Regions from separate parts of the Mus musculus genome. Here region 1 is linked to region 2. The links are chromatin contacts, called in public HiChIP or PLAC-seq maps. All regions are on one chromosome and are shown on one strand. Each heading gives the region's core, a stretch centred on a gene start, on an enhancer-like site or on the middle of the called end of the contact. The rest is flanking DNA. Distances are from core to core; before and after follow the strand shown.

Region 1 (5,729 bases), core at 357-2,856, 630 kb after region 2:
AGCCTGTTTATTAGATATATGTTTCTGAGGCCTTCCTATCGGGACTGCCAGCAGAAAATTGGAACATGGAGTCATGTGACACATGTGCACACAGACCACCATATATACACTCCTGCATACACGCCATCATATATACATGTGCACAGAGAGAGAGAGAGAAGGAAGGAAGGAAGGAAGGAAGGAAGGAAGGAAGGAAGGAAGGAAAGGAAAGGAAAGGAAAGGAAGGAAGGAAGGAAGGTTGGGAAGGAAGGAAGGAAGGAAGGAAAGAAGGAAGGAAAGAGAAAGAAAGAAAGAGAGAGAGAGAGAGGAAGGAAGGAAGGAAGGAAGGAAGGAAGGAAGAAAGAACGAACCAGGAATGCTCTAAGGGGCTTAACTTTTCCCGATATTCTGCTTCTTCCTTCCTGGTTCATTTACATAAACCCAACTAGAAAACTTGCCCACCAAGTGTCCCCTGGTCACTGGGTACAGTGCCACCCACCTGTGTGTGACCCAGCACTTGGGAGCTGGAGGCAGGAGGACAGGAAGTCCTAGGCTAGCTTTGGCTGTACGTGTTCAGAGATGGCGTCTCATCTTCCAGCCCCTGCCTCCCAGGCACTGAGTTTTCAGACCAAGGCTATCCTGTACGTTCAAGGCCAACCTGGGCTACATGAGCCCTTGTCTTGGATAAAAAGAAGCTGCTCCTAAATGAACCCCATGAGAGTGAGGCTGGGAAGAGTGAAAGTCTTGTTTCCTTCTTACCAAGTCCAAACTCGACCTCAGAATAATGTCAGCAGAGTGGTGATAACTAACAGCCCCACGGGGGCTGCCGAGACCACTCGGAGGGTAAGAGTGATAGCTGCTCTTGCAAAGTACCCAGCACCCATGTTACAAAGGGGTCCACGGGGTCTGACATTCTCTCCTGGATTCTGTGGGCCCTACACAACACAGAGCACAGATATATAGATAGACAGGCACGATACCCAAACATAAAATAATAATAATAATAAAGAAACTATTTTTAAAATTAAAATGGGTGGCCCAAACCTTTAACCCCAGCAACACTCGGGAGGCAGAGGCAGGTGGATCCCTGAGTTCGAGGCCAGCCTAATCTTCAGGTTCCAGGACAGCCAGGGTTACACAGAGAAATCCTGTCTCAATAAAGAAATGACAGACAAACAAATACAAATAAAATAAGTGAATGTGCTTGGGGACAGCAGTGAAAGGACCATCACTTTGCTTGATTCTTTTTGTTTTTGTTTGTTTTGTTTTGTTATTTTTGGTTTTTTGAGACAGGGTTTCTCTGTGTAGCCCTGGCTGTCCTGGAACTCACTGTGTAGACCAGGCTGGCCTCGAACTCAGAGCTCCGCCTGCCTCTGCCTCCCGAGTGCTGGGATTAAAGGCGTGCGCCACCACGCCCGTCACTCTGCTTGATTCTTTAGCCATCAGGGAAGGGACAGACCCTGGCTCTGGAGAGGAGGTGGCACAGCCTAGGGAGCAGGGGATCTATCTCACCCTGTGGGAAGGCTGAGTTTCTGAAGTGGCTGTCTTCACACTTGTTTGCACCAGGGTAATTCCTGACCAGAATGACAGGCAGTTGCCTGGCATTCCAGGGAAGGTGAGAACCCTGCGCTCAGGGAACATCCTGGCTCCCTTCTGAATAGGCTGTCCACTAGAGATGCTATCTCAAACATTGCTCTGTGGGAACATTCCCTCATTATCTCATTAAGCACAATACAAAACGCTTCTGAAAACTGCCATTCGCTTATCAGATTGGCAGGAATGCTTGGCTGCAGTGTGGGAAACCAGGTTTTGGGGTTTTGGTTTGGTTTTTTTTTTTTTTTTTTTCTCCTGGAGGAAGGCTATTTGGCAGCAACCACTGTCTCAAGCCACTCAGGTTGCTGGGACAGAGCTCCACCCATGGAGACTCAAACTTTAAAACAACAACCACCACAACCAGGCCCTGAGGTTTTGAAGCCTAAAAACTAGCACTGAGACTAGAGACACTCGTCCATGGAGAGTCCTTGCTGCTCGGTCCAGACCCCAGCACCTCAGATCAAGCAGCTCACGGTGCCTACGACTTTGCTCCAAGGTCACTGATGCCTGCTTCTGGCCTCGGCAGGCACGTGCATGCACACAGATGCTCGAAAGCGCCTGCTCGCGCGCGCGCGCACACCCACACACACACACACACACACACACACACACACACACACGAGTTTGCACGGTGATGATGTCAGCTCCAGGTAGGTGAATACAATGACAGCAGGCCACCGTAGCAGTGTTTGCTGACAAGAGCTCAAGTTCTGTGCATGCCAGGAAATCCATTAGGATAGGCATGTCGGGATGCTCTGCATCCATCCACATAAGCCAATAAGGATGCCGCTTATGTACCCGGAATGACCTCCAAGAAAGAGTGAGGTGTGCACACGTGTTTCAGGGGGAGGGACAGGCGTGTGTAATAAGCCAGGAATGTTGGTATAACCCCTGAAATTCCAACCTTTGGGAGACTAAGACAGGAGGATTTCTGTGAGCTGGAGGCCAGCCTGGACCACATAGTGAACTAAGCAGTACTTTCTAAGCATGCTCAGTTTGGGATCGGTTCAGTAAGAAGCAATAAACTGAGTGTGTGTTGGGGGGAGGGCATTTGTTATAGTCTGCTCTCAGGAGGCCGAGGCAGGCTTGTGTCACTTTGAGGTCAGCCTGGGTTATATAATGAGTTCAGGGCAACACGGGTGACATAGTAAGACTTTGCCTCAACCCACCCAGCCACCCTAAAAAGGAGGAGGAGGACAGGGGAATCTAAGACACATTTTGGGGACGCTTAGGTCAAGGGTATGGGACATGTTTAATTGGCTAGGGTGATGGGCAGGAATGCCTGTGGACATGCTCAGCCTGCACCATAGAGGAAGGTGCATTAATACGGGAGTGTGCTCTCAGGGTGCCAGCCTCCACCCCACCTAGCGACTGACCTCATGCAAGCTGCTTAGCTTCAAAGCCCATTTCCTGCTGTACTAAGAAATGAAGTACCGTACTATAACCCAGGAGGACTGTACTTCACTCCTGGGCTGAGAGCGAGGAGTGAGATTTGGCCTGTTTACAAGCTTTCCCCAGTGCCCTGCATCCTGGGGCCCAGGAGACGGTGTAGTGGGTAAAGGCATTGGCTATCAGAACTGATAACCTGCCTGGCAGTGGTGGCGAACGCCTTTAATCCCAGGACTTGGGAGGCAGAGGCAGGTGGATCTGTGTGAGTTCAAAGCCAGCTTGGTCTACACAGTGAGTTCCAGGACAACCAGGGCTAAGGAGAGAGACCCTTTTACAAAAAAAAAAAAAAAAAAAGCAACAGAACTAAAATACAACAAGGCCATCTTGGGCCAGGTGCAGGCCTACCTCTGTAATCCCTGCACTTAGGAAGTACAGGAGAGTCCTCAGCTCAAAGCCATCATCCATAGCAGCTCTAAGGACAGCAGAATCACAAACAAAACAAAAACTACATTTCTGATCAAAATGCAAACTCCATGGTGAGGCCAGAAAGCTCTCGGGTCTGTTTGCAGCCTCGCCGCCACTGCCATACTTAGTCCGAGCCACTCAGGGTATCCTGTGTCTCTCCCTCCTGCCTAGTCCTTCGTCCTTCCCTCCCTCTCTCCTCCCTCACTTCCTTTGACTTGGTCATCTTGAATGTCCAACGCAATTGTCACCAGCCCCAGACCCAGAAAGAGACTGCCCCCTCCTCTGAGCACTCGACTGCCCTGGGATCAGGCCATGGGAAGACACTGGTTCCTACCAGCAGACCAGCAAACGTTCCCTGGTCTCAGGCCACTGCATGGTGAAGAGGCAGGCACTCGCTCAGTGGGAGTGTGAACTGGCAGATTCAGGACTGGGTGACCTGCTTAGCAGACATGTGCAGCAAAGCAACACACACACACACACATATTAACTGATTGGACACACAAAAGAGCTGGGAGGAGGGGTGCTGTTGACAAAATGGCTCTGTGCTTAAGGAGAGCACTCGTTGCTCTTACAGAGGGGCCAGGATCAGCTCCCAGCACCCTCACGGTGGTTCACAAGCATCTGGAAGTCCAGTTCTCGGGGATCTGATACCCCCTCCTGACCTCTGTGGGTCCTACACACAGGTGGTGCACATATGTGCATACAAGCAAAGCACTCATACATAAAATGAAACAGATGGGTCCTCAAAATGGAAAAGGAACATGCAGAGCTTGCTCTCCCAGAAGATACAAGTTTCATTCCCAGCATCCACATCAGACAGTTTACGAACTGCCTGTAGCTCCAACTCCAGGGGATCTGGCGCCCTCTGCTGGCTTCAGTGGGTACCAGTCTCTCATGCATATACACCTCCACCTAATTCATTCTCTCTCTCTCTCTGTCTGTCTCTCTGTGTCTCTGTCTCTCTGTCTCTGTCCCTCTCTCTCTCTCTGTCTCTCTCTGTCTCTGTCTCTTCTCTCTCTCTCTCCAGAATGTCTCTAAGCAGCCCTTGCTATTCTGGAATTCCCTATGTAGACCAGGCTAGCCTTGAACTCACAGAGATCTGTCTGCCTCTGCCTCCCAAATGATGCCTGGCTAAAACTAAATCTTAAAAAAAAAAAAAAAAAAAAAAAAGACAGGGCCTGGTGATGATGCACATCTCACCTTAAGTCCTAGTAATTGAGAGGCAGAGACAGGCAGATCTCTGAGTTTGAGGCCAACCTGGTCTACAGAGAAAGTTCTATGACATCCAGGGCTACATCAAGAAACTCTGCCTTGAAAAACAAACAAACAACACCCCCCCCCCAAAGCAGAAGGTGTAAAGGCCCCGTCTGTCACCCAACAAGTCACAAGGATGAGCACAGAAAGAACCTCTGTCACAGGACTATAGAGCCTTGAATCAGAAATTCTTTATTGGGCTGGAGAGATGGCTCAGAGGTTAAGAGCACTGACTATTCTTCTGAAGGTCCTAAGTTCAAATCCACATGGTGGCTCACAACCATCTTTAAAGAGATCGGACGCCCTCTTCTGGTGTGTCTGAAGACAGCTACAGTGTACTTAGATATAATAATAAATAAATCTTAAAAAAAAAAAGAAATTCTTTATTATTCGCACAGAGGACACACTAACCACTAGGAGAAAATACTGTTTATACGGTATCTATCCCGCTATAAAAGGGTATATTTACATGTGTGTTTGGTACATAAAACCATACTGACTCATCAGGAGCTTCGGGGAAAGGCCAGAGAGCCTGGGGTGGGAGAGGGAGGTACGTGTTATATCTTCTTCTGTCTTCCAAGTTCTGTGCTGAATTCATACATCATCTGTTCACGAGTCAATAAAATAGCTTCTAACAAAGACGGAACAATGATGTAAGCAAATGGAGAGGACCTAAACCATAAACACCAGGAGGGGAAATTCCTTGCGCTTGTTTCCAGGGCTGGAAGCATCCATGACAAATCTGTACCTGTAGGCTTGGTTCCTCTCCCCAGACTGGCAGCTGGGGCTGTGCACGCTGATGGTCAGAGACTTAAGCACTCGCTTCTGGGTGACCCTGAGCGAAACAGAAGAATGATAAACCTGTCACCAGGAAAACTCAGAGGTGGCAATAAACGACAAGGCTCAGGCTCTTCTTGTTCCTACAAAGACACTGGGAAGAGCCTCCCTGCTCTGCCCTGGGCATGCCTCTGGGCTGGGGATGTCACATGTCACGCAGTGGTAGAGAGTGTGCCCAGCAGGGCACTGGGCCCTGGGGCATTTGGAGAGCC
Region 2 (6,531 bases), core at 3,447-5,946:
CTTCTGCAATTTCTAAAGTCAAATGTTCACAGATCTAGGGAGTCAGAATACAAACACCAGTAAGGATTAGCCTACTTCTAAGTACACTTATCTGCACTTCTAGGAAATCTCAGAGTTTATAAAGGAAAAAAATATATGGTTTGCTTCCTTTATATTAAAAGCTAAAAGTAAGGCTGGGTGGTGGTAGTGGGTGGCGCACGCCTTTAATCCCAGCACAGACAAAGGCAGGTAGATTTCTAAGTCTGAGGCCAGTCAGGGCTACAACAAAGAAGCCCTGTTTCAAAAACAAAACTAAAACAAGCTAAAATAAACTTCAAATCAAAACGACAAAACCCTGGTAGCAATCAAAGGCCTGTAACTCCAACTCCAAAGGGTCTTCGAAGTCCTCTTCTGGCCTCCGAGGGCACTGCATGCATGTGGTGCACATACATAAATAAACGCAGGCAAAACATCTAGACACACAAAATAAAAATAAGATCTCAAAAAACAAAGCAAAACCACAAAAACAAAAACATACTTTTAGTCAGGCATAAGTGCACTCCCAGCATTCAGGATGCTGAGGCAGGAGGACTTTTTTGAGCCCAGTCCTCTTGTATGAAATGAGTTCTAGGCCAGCCAGAGCAACAGAGTAAGTCTTTGTCTCAAAACAAAACAGGGCTGGGAATGCACATGTGAAAATCACGCCTGAGGCCCAGGCCTGCTCTCCAGCAAACACAGATAAACTGTCAGCTCAGGCCCGGAATGACACCTAGTATCCCAATCACCTTACTGCCAGGAGCTCCCCTTCCTAGGAGCACTGAGGATAACCTAGTCCTGAGGAGATAGGAGTCTGCTCCGGCATGTGTCGAGGCTGGTGTCAGGTTCATGGCCGCTCGTTTCACCACTGAACCTCCTCACCCCAGCAGCCTTGACTTTATTTTTTAAAAAGAACCAAAACAGCTGGGCAGTTGTGGTGCACGCCTTTAGCACTTGGGAGGCAGAAGCAGGTGGATTTCTGAGTTCGAGGCCAGCCTCGTCTACAGAGTGAGTTCCAGGACAGCCAGGGCCACACAGAGAAACCCTGTCTCGATCCCTCTACCCCAAACAAAACAACCCCCAAAACTCTGTTGTCCAAGCTCTCGCTCTCCTAAAGTGATCCTTACTTCAGCCTCGGACCCTGGGTCTTTTCAGCCAGCACCACAGGACAAGTGCCATCATGCCTGGTCAAGGTCAATTTTAACTTGCTAGACCTCAGAAATCTCAGCTGTATACAGCTGTACTAGTTGTAGATTAAACAGTTTAGTATAAATGCCAAAATGTAATAATTCAGGGACTCTTCCCAAGGGACCTTAGGTAGGTCATTGACTCTTTTCATAATACAGAAACTAGGGATGGACCTTCAGCAATATCTTCAGACAGGATCTCACCATGTAGCCTAGTTTGGCCTAGAACCCAGTGTAGTTCACACTGGCCTCAAATATAGAGATCCTCTTGCTTCTGCCTCCCTGAGAGCTGGGATTAAAGGTGTGTGCCACTGTACCCACCGACTTTAACATGTATTGAAAGGCCATCAGGGTGTGAAGCAGGATAAAAGTGAGACAAATAATATTTGTGAAATGTTTACATTCTAGCCAGGAACAAAGTTGAACTCCTGATGATGTAAGGAAGTTGGATTTGGTGGACCTGAAATAAGCCACTTTGAGAGGCAACACCTATCCTGACTTAAGAGCTTTGGTTCTTCTAACGCAGTGTTTGATGTGTTTGTAGCCAGTGAGCCAAAGAAGCCACAAGAACAGGAAGTGTTCAATTTACAACTTTATTAAGAAATTGATAATTAAACAAGTCACACCCTTTCAAGAGTGTCTAGGACTAAGGGAGCCCTTGGGACTTTCCTGAATGGAAGCACTGGAGGGAAGGGAGAGAGGACAGTAAAGACCCAGCGGCCCCACCCAGCATCCCATCCCAAGGCATCCTTCAAGCATCTTTATTAACACTACTTGCTGGGAGAGCTCTGCTCATCCCACATGCTGCTGCTTAGTGGCTGTTTCTCTTCCCCACTATTTCCATCCAACTAAGACACCTCCCAGGAATGCATCCTTTCTCCCTATATTCAGGCCTTCTTAACCTCCATCCCTAACAAATGGCCCTGCATCTTCTAAGCCAGTTACAGTAATCAATTTTGAATGCCTTTTTTCTTTTCTTTTAAAAAGATTTATTATTATATCTAAGTACACAGTAGCTGTCTTCAGACGCACCAGAAGAGGGCGTCAGATCTCATTACGGATGGTTGTGAGCCACCATGTGGTTGCTGGGATTTGAACTCGGGACCTTTGGAACTGCTGAGCCATCTCTCCAGCCTCCCCCACCCCCCCCTTTTTTTTTTAAAGATTTATTATATGTAAGTACACTGTAGCTGTCTTCACACACCCCAGAAGAGGGCATCAGATCTCATTACTGATGGTTGTGAGTCATCATATGGTTGCTGGGATTTGAACTCAGGACCTTCAGAAGAGCAGTTGGCGCTCTTAACCTGCTGAGCCATCTCACCAGCCCCCCCCCCTTTTTCCCTAATTTCCCTCTACTGTTATTCTGTAGCCAGTTCAAGGGACACGAACCTAAGAAAAAGTACTACCAGCTGCCTCAAAGAGGAGCCAGCTGGTTAAGGGTTTTATACATTTCCACTGGCATCCTTTGGATACTTTCTTCCCTCAACACCTCTCCCTCTCCCCAGTGCAACTGTGCAAAGGTCAAAAAGTCAAACTGGGGCTGGGAAACAGCACAGCAGTACAGAGCTCTCAGTGCGCAGACTCAGGGCTCCAGGCAGCAGCCTGCAGGTGTCTTATGTCCCACTTGCCCTGCAGCCCGAGATGACCAACAACTTCCTTCTGAAACCAGCCGCCACCTGTTCTTCCTGCAAGATGCTGGCCATGCGTGAGAGCACCACAGCCTGCCCTCCATCCCCGCCTCCGAGGTTTCACTCCCTCTAACTCCTGCTCTTCTTTTCTGCCTTCACTCCACTCTCCTCCCACCCTGATAAACCTTGTTCTTAGATCTGAAATTCTTTGTCCTTTCTCAAGAATCCTGCCCCTTTATCAGACTTGCTGTTTTATTAATCTCTCCCTCTTGGGTAGATACTCTCAGCTCATGTGAAAATGTTGGAAAATGGCTCTGGAGGTAAAGTGCCTAAGCCTTGGGTTTGATCTCCAGAACCATGTTAAAGATGAAAGACTTGACAGACCTACACACACACATTCTCTCCCCACACCAAGTACTCAAAATGAGGCTGTAACCCCGCTGCAGTATTTACTCCCCACTCTTTGAGCCCAGCCCTTCAACTCACACGGCAGAGAAGCTGCTTGTCAGATGGGTGGGCATGCCGCCACGGCCTAACTCCTCAGCATTCCACTGGGCACACTACTGTCCTTGCACAGCTTGGTCCACTTCTGTGCTCTCACATGACTTGGGCTGCTCCCAGGACACACCCACCAGCCAGTGACTTCTAACAGCTCAATTTTGGTACCCAACAAGTGGCATATGAATCCTGTCACCATCCCTTGCCAGCTAGTCCTCTTCTGGTCGTCTCCAAATTCTAAGTGGCACCGTCAGCCACTCAAAGCTTGGCCCATAAATGAGAAGCATAAATGAGAGGCATTCTTTTTTTTTTTTTTTTTTTTTTTTTTGGTTTTTCAAGACAGGGTTTCTCTTTATAGCCCTGGCTGTCCTGGAACTCACTTTGTAGACCAGGCTGGCCTCGAACTCAGAAATCTGCCTGCCTCTGCCTCCCGAGTGCTGGGATTAAAGGCGTGCGCCACCACGCCCGGCTGAGAAGACATTCTTGATTCCTTCCGCTCTTGCAGGACCAGACTACAGTGCAAACCTTTCTAATCCCTACCTTTTACACAGCGGTCAAATCGTCTATAAAGAACATGAGCACTTCTGCACTGGTAGTCCTAGGACTAGGAAACTGAGGCAGGAGGATCACATGAACACAAAACTTGAGCCCAAGCAATTAAGCACGACTATGATACTGAAGTTTCAAAACAAAAATCCTCCGCAGTGGATTGCTCGTTAGCAATGCTTGCAGCCCTGAGTTCAAATCCCCACCCTACTCCCTTAGACCATAGCTTCTCACTGCAATTAGGACAAATCTAAGAATTCCCTAAGTGGCCTAATCACAGCAGCTCCAGAGAAGCTCGGCAGCCTTCGCTCCCTTTCAGTCTGCTCTACACAGGCGGCTTGGAACGACAAACCCTGCTTCTGAGGTGGCTAGCACAGCTCATGCCTTCGGAGAAACTTACTAGGCAGCAAGGGCTACTCCCAACTCATATGAAACCTCCAGCTTACAGGTTTTCTCCCACTGGCTGTGAATTCCATGAGTTCAGATGTCTTGTTTTAAATTCCACTCACCACTACTTTTAATGATTCTTTCCCTATAAACTAGACTATTTTAGAGAAACCACGGTTTTAAAAGCTTTTGGGCTTTGTGTCCACATGCAAGTGAAAACCTTTTAAGCTACACAGCTATCCTGTCTACTCGGCTTGGCTGGACTTGAAGGCGGGCAGTTACTGGCCTATCTGATTTCTCTCTAGCTCGGTGTCCTATCTTAATCTTTCCTCTTGAGTCACCTTGAATTCTAGGAACAAACAGGACTGATAACATCCCTGTGGCAAGGGCCTCCAGGGGCTGTGGGCCTGCAGGGCTGGGGCTGCCCGGATCCGGGATGAGGTGGCTGCTTGGAGCACAAGCCACTAGTTTCTCGGGAACCAGACTACACGGGGAACCGGACTCCTTCCTTCCACCTCCACCTCCTGCTTTCCTGGCCATTTTTCCTGTGTAACATCAAAACCCGCTGAGGATGGAATTCTGGGTAATGTCAGTGCCTGCAAGAAGGGTTTGATAAGTCTCTTGACCTGTCCCTAGTCTCAATGAGGCCACAATGTGTCAGCTTTTCACCCCTACTCCTCTTTTATTGGTGTACCTAGACCAGCGTGGAGTCTGGCCTGTTGGTAGGGCCAGAGCCAGGGCTTTTGCCCTAAGTACTCCAGTAATAGGGCCACAGAGATGGCCGAGGGGAAAGGTGATTCACTGTAAGCCCAACGACCCGAGTTTAATCCTCAGGACCCATGTGGTAGAAAGGAAATGTAATTTAAAAAACCCTCCAGTAACACTCAGAAGCAGACTCAGTACTAAGATTTAAAAATCTCATGATATCTAAATTCTCTACAAAAAAAAAAAAAGCTTTAAATGACTTTAATACATGGCAGGAAGAAAGGGAAAAATAATGAGCTGTCACTCAAACCAAAATAATATGGACCGAAAATCCGATGTTGCCCCCTCCCGCACATCAAGTTCTAGTCTAGTACAGTCTAGTTCTAAATCGGCGAGAGTACTAGCTGTCCCCATGGGCTCTCAAACAATGGACTCTCATTCCAACTTCTCCCTGATGAGGCCGGAATTTCAGTCCTGGAGGTGGAGTGCCACGCTAAAACTGACCACAGCTCATCTTGGTAAATAATGGAGATGGCAGATCTGTATTTTAAAGCACCTCCCAGTTAATTCTGATGGTCAGATTCAGTGTGGAACTTTGTGGGGGAATGCAATTTTTGCTGCTTAAAATGGCTACTAGCCTGAACTAGATTAATAAAAACAGTCTGTCATGAGTAAGCCACAAGTATTTAAAGCACTAAACACTTTCTGGAAGTGTTCAATGTATGGCAGTCCCTAACATCCACTGCCTACCTACTGTATTCAGACACAAAGAGCACCACACACTGTGACTTTTAACCACTAGAAAATTAACTATTTCCATCTCCCAGTGCCTCCAGAGCTTCCCAGACCTTCCTCCTCTCCTGTAACGTTTTAAGACCTCTACACACCTGCCCGGTATTTATCTATATAAGGAAACTTGGTTTTTACAAAATGAAAAAGTATGCCGGGCGGTGGTGGCGCACACCTTTAATCCCTAGTGCTTGGGAGGCAGAGGCAGGCGGATTTCCGAGTTCGAGGCCAGCCTGGTCTTCAAAATGAGTTCCAGGACAGCCAGAGCAATACAGAGAAACCCTGCCTGGACTGGACTCCCCCCATCCCCCCCCCCCAAAAAAAACCAGACAAAATGAAAAAGTACACTCTGAAGCTTAACTGAGTTTCTTCGATCAGAGATTTAATTAAGATAGTCTATGAAGTCCATTGAAGGCCCAAACTAGAAGTCACTTGCAACCGTCTCGTCCCTGCATTCTGGGGACCAGATCCAGGTCTGTTTGACAAAACAACCAACTAACTACAACCGGTTTAAATGAATTACAGTTGGGCCGGGCACGTTCCGGGAAGGCAGAACGACCCTGTCCTTAGCGTTGTCAGCTGGGGCTCTAACCCCCAAGAATCAGGAAAACCAAGCAAGGGGGTCCCCAAAGTCTTGCCCTCGGCCGAGCCTGAAAGACTATGCCGTCCATCCCGAGATCAAAGAGGAAAACACGGGGGGGATGAGCGGAGGCAGGGAGGGACGCCATCAACCAAGGAACCCGACCACATCCCACTATTTTCGGCCCGAGACA

Evidence for each region. HiChIP or PLAC-seq counts read pairs in DNA pulled down with a chosen protein or histone mark.
Region 1: an H3K27ac HiChIP or PLAC-seq map of extraembryonic endoderm stem cells shows a contact between it and region 2, with 4 times the contacts expected there. The contact joins two enhancer-like sites. A contact is called at or near these places in 4 of 115 datasets of contacts at active chromatin or transcription factors (embryonic stem cells, extraembryonic endoderm stem cells, pancreatic cancer cells and 1 more).

The regions. Positions count from the first base shown.
Region 1 is chr17:47,478,320-47,484,048 of GRCm38.p6, forward strand. It overlaps a transcript of Taf8 not described here. Among named protein-coding and RNA genes, the nearest start is that of Taf8, 21 kb to the right of the region's middle. Within about 2 kb of position 1,607, at least 4 of the 459 cell types and tissues checked have an H3K27ac peak or open chromatin away from gene starts, as enhancers often do. A contact at or near this core is called in extraembryonic endoderm stem cells, where this site is marked.
Region 2 is chr17:46,850,100-46,856,630 of GRCm38.p6, forward strand. It overlaps a transcript of Bicral not described here. Among named protein-coding and RNA genes, the nearest start is that of Bicral, 22 kb to the left of the region's middle. Within about 2 kb of position 4,697, at least 73 of the 459 cell types and tissues checked have an H3K27ac peak or open chromatin away from gene starts, as enhancers often do. A contact at or near this core is called in extraembryonic endoderm stem cells, where this site is marked.